Regions from separate parts of the Mus musculus genome. Here region 2 is linked to region 1. Evidence: chromatin contacts called from public HiChIP or PLAC-seq data. All regions are on one chromosome and are shown on one strand. Each heading gives the region's core, a stretch centred on a gene start, on an enhancer-like site or on the middle of the called end of the contact. The rest is flanking DNA. Distances are from core to core; before and after follow the strand shown.

Region 1 (3,041 bases), core at 63-2,562:
CCACATGAGTCAGAGTCAGAAAAGGGCATCCGATGCCCAGAAACTGGAGTTAAAGGTGGTTGTGAGCCACCATATGGGTACGGAGAATTGAACCCAGGTCCTCAGGAAGAACGGCCGATGCTCTTAACTGTTGAGCCCTGTCTCTAGCCCCTGGAAAGCCATTTTATTTTTATTTTTATTTTTTTTTAAAGATTTATTTATTGATTATATGTAAGTACAATGTAGCTGTTTTCAGATACTCCAGAAGAGGGAGTCAGATCTCATTACGGATGGTTGTGAGCCACCATGTAGTTGCTGGGATTTGAACTCTGAACCTTCGGAAGAGCAGTTGGGTGCTCTTACCCACTGAGCCATCTCACCAGCCCCTGGAAAGCCATTTTAAAGATCATGTGACTCGATAAGGCCCAAAGCCTAAGTCCATTACCATCACCATGGAGTTTGTGTTGAATGAATAACTGCGAGCTCACCTTGCCTGTAAAGCAAACCTGTTCTTTGGAGAAGGGGAAACTGAGGCACAGAGAAATTGAGTAATTTGTCTCACAGGGTAGTCAGCTGAGACTCAGATGAAGGAAGACGGCTGCATGTGACCGCACTGACAGTCCTTCTAGCCTGAACATGACTCTCTACTTGGAGGTGATGGCAAATGATCAGTGCCGGGTCTGCTGCTTGCTTACCCCAAATCACTGCATCTTGTTGGAGCTTACAATAGTCGCTGCCTAGAAGGGATGCTTGCATTATGGGTAGGGGTCTAGCTTGATGATAGAGCATGCTTAGCTTGCTTCCTAGTACCTGCAGGTTGGAGGGAAAATTAGTCTTCTTATAGTCTTGACTAAGCACATCCTAGTAGCAGGATGTGAACACATGAGATGAACTACTCAGCTTCTCCATGAGTTTACCCTAATTCAGTACAGGATCTTAAACATAGGCGCGTTTTTTCAAGTATCTTAAGGTACCTTTACCAGTTGGATTAAAATTTATCAATAGGCACCCAGCCCTCGTGCTTTTTCAATTGTTGCAAATAAGATTTGAGGCCTATTAAATGAGCCGGTCAATGAGTCATGAAAAGCTTGGCCAGAAAACATTTCCAAACTCTATGCTCTCACGCCCCGGAAGCCATTACTTAACATCGTAATCTGCTCACTTGTGCTCTACCTAAGGCCTTGTGAGCAGTCTAGATCCTGAAATGAATCCATCTTCTGTGGTGTGGCTGCATCCAGGGTTTAAACTCAGGCCACTGATTGGTAGGCTCAGCAGTCTCAGCAGTGGGCGGGGTGAGGGTTGAATAGGCACCAAGAACAAAAGTAGGTTCTCTCTCCTTGGAACAACTCTGTGAATGGAAAGGGTGGGAAAGGGCACCCTGCTGCTTCCTGCGCTGAATCCGTTCTGGAAGAAAGGACTTCCGCCTGGCGTCTCTCCCAGGGGACACAACAGAAGAGTAGCCTTACTAAGCAAAAACTCTGGGACTTCTAATTATACAGAAACACACACACACACACACTCACGACATCAATCTATTCCACACCCACTGGACAGAAAGAAGATCGGGTTTAGGCAACGTCATTGGTCCTGTGACCTAGTCTGAGTAGTCCTGGCCCTGTGGCTCTGCTCTGCTGAGAGCTCGATGCCGAGCTCAGCCAGGGACACAGGCCAGCATCCTAGAGCAGTCTGGCTGGCAGAGTTCTAGGGCAACCAAAGCTGTACTAAAGAATGACAGCAAGCCAGGCCCTAAAGGCAGGGCAGGACTCTCCCAGTTTGGCTCTCAGTGATTGCAATGACACTGGATCTGTAAGATGGATAGGGTTTTTTTTTTGTTTTTTTTTTTTTTACCTCAGCACAAAAATTCCAGAAATTTCCCTGGTGGTTTCCTACTTGGGCTTGTAGCCAACAAAGAAGAAAAGTGAAACGGCTAACAGATTACAGAGCTGTACCTTTAGTACTACTAACTACATAGATGACTTGATCTTTAGAAGTTTGTGACTAAAGACCTGAATGGTTTAGCTGTCTGCCTAGAAGTTCTAGGTATGAAGAGTTGGACAATAGATAGCTGTGGCACAATACTTTAAAAAACAGCCCAAGGCCTGTTAGCAAATGACCCAGCTAAGTGATCAAATGAAACGCAAGGCCATCGTTCCACCACTGAGATATATACCTGGGCCTTTTCTGTTTCTTAGTCTCACTAAGGTGCTCAGGCTGACCTCACACTCCCAGGTAACCCTGCTGCCTCAGGTGGCGTTCAAGGTATGTGCCACTGTGCCTGGCATTCATTTCTGTTTTCTTTTTTAGGATTTATTTATTTTTATGGGTGTGTGTGTGTGTGTGTGTGTGTGTGTGTGTGTGTGTGTGCAATATCCTGTAGAGGCCCAAAGAGGTCCCTGGGTCCTCTTGATAGAGCTACAGCTCAGCCTCCTAACGAGGGTGCTGGGAACTAAACCCTTGTGTCCTCTGCAAGAGAAGCAAGTGTCCTTAATCACTAAGTTTTCTCTCCAGTCTGTCATCTCCCCACCCCTCTTCGTTCTTTTTAAACCAAGTCCATCAAACACCAAAACGAACACACATAATTCAAAAAGCCCATGGATCACTATGCCCCTCCTTAGAAGTGGGAACAAAACACCCTTGGAAGGAGTTACGGAGACAAAGTTTGGAGCTGAGATGAAAGGATGGTCCATGTAGAGACTTCCATATCCAGGGATCCACCCCATAATCAGCATCCAAACGCTGACACCATTGCATACACTAGCAAGATTTTATCGAAAGGACCCAGATGTAGCTGTCTCTTGTGAGACTATGCCTGGGCCTAGCAAACACAGAAGTGGATGCTCACAGTCAGCTAATGGATGGATCACAGGGCTCCCAATGGAGGAGCTAGAGAAAGTACCCAAGGAGCTAAAGGGATCTGCAACCCTATAGGTGGAACAACATTATGAACTAACCAGTACCCTGGAGCTCTTGACTCTAGCTGCATATGTATCAAAAGATGGCCTACTCGGCCATCACTGGAAAGAGAGGCCCATTGGACATGCAAACTTTATATGCCCCAGTAC
Region 2 (3,178 bases), core at 146-2,645, 53 kb after region 1:
AATGCCATTATGACTTTCTTAGATGATGAAATTAGGGCACGAAAAGTTAAGCAAGGGCCATGAGACCAGGCATTCATAGCTACTAAGGAAAAGTTGGGGCTCTTGATATATCCGGGTAGGATGCAATTTACTTGCTTTCTTAAGAAGATAGCCCAGGGTTGGAGAGATGAGTACTGGCTGCTCTTCTAAAGGACCTGGGTTCAATTCCCAACCCCCAGGCAGATCACGTCTGTCTGTAGCTCGAGTTCTAGGGAATCCTGATGCCCTCATATAGATACACATGCAGGAAGAACACTAATTAATGCCTCTGAAATAAAATAAACAAAACAAAATAAGACGATAGCCTAAGCTGCAAAGAGTACCACAGCTTCTTGGGCTCCATCTCTCAGCTCAGGGAAATTCTGGTGCCAGGCAGAACTCATGGTATGAGTAGCTTTAATCAAAAGTTCTACATGGGCTTGAAATCTACAGCAAGGGCAGCTGGCTAAAGTCACGTATAACAGTGCATTTCCAAGCCCTCATAACATCTAGTTAAGTTCAGAGGGACAGAGTTGAGCCTAATATTCTCTGTGAAACACTTGGGGCAAATCTGCTTTGGAAGCAGGATGGGTGCAGTCAACGACCACCCTCATGCAAAATAGTTATTTGTGTAAACTGTCTTCCTTACTAGATTTGAAAGCATTGCAGGGCTGAGTGTCTCAGCCTATGAAATCGTAACTCCCGTCATAGGTCTTTGACAGTTATTTTCTTTGAATTGTCTATTGTGGATTGAATTCTTGTAAAAACTCACACATACTATAAACCCCACATTTGCTTATAAAACATCCAGTTAGATCAAAGACCATGCAACATAGATGCCGAAGAACCCGTACCACGTCTCCACCTGTAGTTCGTGAAGTTGGGCATTGCCAATACCCGGGGTGGGGGTCTCCTATTCAACTAGATTCTCTCACAGGGTTATACTCTTCTGAAACTTAAATCACGCGTTTCATGATTGACTGGAGTCATTCACTCATTCTTCAAACGTGCTGAAGTGTCAGATTTTACGTAGGCGAGGCAGGTCTTCAAACTGTCGGAGTGAGGGAGGTCGAGATAAAAGTGACTAAAGCCACCTTTCACGGCGTCCAGCTTGTTTTTGCTGCAAGCACCCCAACTACAGCGCGGCCCTCCAGGAGCGCGCGCGGTTTCTGCGCGTGGCCGGTTTGGGCCGAAACTACGCGTCCCGGCAGTCCGCGGGGCGGGTGGGCGGAGCCGGGCCGGGGGCGGGGGCCGAGAGGGGGCATTGTGTCGGCCAGCCGTGCGCGAACGTCCGCTCGCTGTGGGGCCGGGGCTGAGGTGTCAGCGCCGCTGCGGCCGGGGCGAGAGGCGGACGAGCAGGAGCGCGCAAGCGGCCGCGGGTGCCGGCGGGGGCGGCGGGAGCACCATGCGGATCGGCGCCCAGCGCCCTGCAGACCCCTCGCGAGGCAGAGAGGCCGGGGCGGCGCCGGGGCGGCGGGGAGCATGAGGACGGCCGGGGACCGGCTGGGTTCGGAGCTCTGCTAGGAAGCGGCGTGCGCTGAGCACTAACCGGGACGCGGCGGAGGGCGGGAGCCAAGCGCCCGGGGCTGTGGGCATTTTGGACGCGGACGCAAGGGGCCCGGAGCCAGCCGGGGCTCCGGCACGCAGCCGACATGGGCAACGCGGGGAGCATGGACTCGCAGCAGACCGATTTCAAGGCGCACAACGTGCCATTGAAGCTGCCGATGCCCGAGCCAGGTGAACTGGAGGAGCGCTTTGCCATCGTGCTGGTGAGTGAGTCCGCTGCGGCCGGGCGCGGGGCCCCCGTGGGGCAGGCGGCGCAGATGACCCGGCTCCTCCGGTCCCAAGGGCGAGGCTCACACCTTCCCCATTGTGGGCTCCCAGCCTCGCTTCTCTCAGCCTCCGTCCTTGCGCTCTCCAGGGGTCCTCGGATGGGGAGAGGAGCTCGGGCCGGGCTACCCCGGCGGCCACGAACCCATTGTCTGGCGGGAGCAGCACCTCGCAGCGCGTGTGCCGGGAGGTGCAGAGTGGGTGTGAAGGGAAGGTGGCTGGCCGGGGAGGAGTGAGGGACGGGCCGCTAAAGCTTTTTGTTTAAAGAATGAAAAGCAACCGGCAGACCCCGACCCTCTGCGTAGCATCCCCCGGACGCGCAGCTCTGGGCCTTGCGGGGTCTGCTGCAGACGCGCGCAGGTGGCTGGCCGCAGGCGCCGCGCCCGCACTCGGTCGGCCGAACTTGGAGGGTGGACCTCGCGGCTGGGCAGATGGACAGCTCCCCAGAAAGAGAAAGAGGAGGCCGGCAGCTGAGTGGCGCCGTGGTCCCTCCGCGAGGGGGAGGCATCTGAAACCCAGACGCGGGTGGGGAAGGCGGGGGGTGGGGGAGAAGCGCCCCGGGCAGGGGAGAACCTCAGTGTGTTCCCTTTGGTCTTAAATCTTAAACCACAAAAATGTGCAGTTTGGCTGGGACGTGTTAAGAGCCGTCCTGACTTCACGGACGACCCCAGTTCCTTCAGTCGAGTCCATGGCTCCCTCCCGCATTCCGCATCACTCAGCCTTCCCGTTCCAGCTTCTCAATCAAAGACTGGAATCCTCTCTCTCCGTTTCCTTTTGGGACTAAGTTTCTGGGCTCTTCCCACCCGGAGTCTGCCTTGCTGTGAGCTCAAAAGGGTGTGACGCCTTTTCCCTTGCCCCAGAGAGCGTCCCAAGTGCAGTTGGTTCCTGGTTTCTCAAGTTTTAAGATTCCACCTTCTCTTAAGGGGATGATGGGAAGGAAATGAGGCTGGGGGGTGGGGTGGGCGGACTCCTGGTCTGAGACTTGACACTCTGCTTCCCCCTTTTTCTAAATCCATGCAAGACAAGGCAGCCAGAGCCAGAGGAACTTGTGATGGAGCTGCCAACTCCTGTGTCTACCTGAGAGAATTTTGGCATGTAACTTAAGAACTTTGGGAGAGGTCTCAAGCCCTGGATCAAAAGTTGGTTTTCTGAGATTTGAATGTTGAGTGGGACATTGAAGCTGCCTTTCTTCATCCCTTGAAAGGAGGTTGCTTTGGTACTGGGACCGTGCTCTGTCTGGATGGCAGGTCGGCTCTGTGTGATCAGGGAGCACGGAGGCTGCAGCTCTTTGCAGCCCTTTTAGGCCCCCTGGAAGTTGCTGTGAACATGG

What was found. HiChIP or PLAC-seq counts read pairs in DNA pulled down with a chosen protein or histone mark.
Region 2: an H3K27ac HiChIP or PLAC-seq map of neural progenitor cells shows a contact between it and region 1, with 3 times the contacts expected there. The contact joins the promoter of Fmnl2 here to the enhancer-like site in region 1. A contact is called at or near these places in 1 of 39 promoter capture datasets (the 3T3-L1 cell line), 3 of 484 Hi-C or Micro-C datasets (cerebral cortex, nephron progenitors and neural progenitor cells), 2 of 115 datasets of contacts at active chromatin or transcription factors (astrocytes and neural progenitor cells) and 1 of 9 other capture datasets (adipose tissue).

Annotation. Positions count from the first base shown.
Region 1 is chr2:52,803,194-52,806,234 of GRCm38.p6, forward strand. No RefSeq gene overlaps it. Among named protein-coding and RNA genes, the nearest start is that of Fmnl2, 53 kb to the right of the region's middle. Within about 2 kb of position 1,313, at least 67 of the 459 cell types and tissues checked have an H3K27ac peak or open chromatin away from gene starts, as enhancers often do. A contact at or near this core is called in adipose tissue and neural progenitor cells, where this site is marked.
Region 2 is chr2:52,856,473-52,859,650 of GRCm38.p6, forward strand. Fmnl2 (formin-like 2) reads left to right here and starts at 1,396. Exons shown (of 27, transcript NM_172409.2): 1 at 1,396-1,787. The coding sequence starts at 1,671.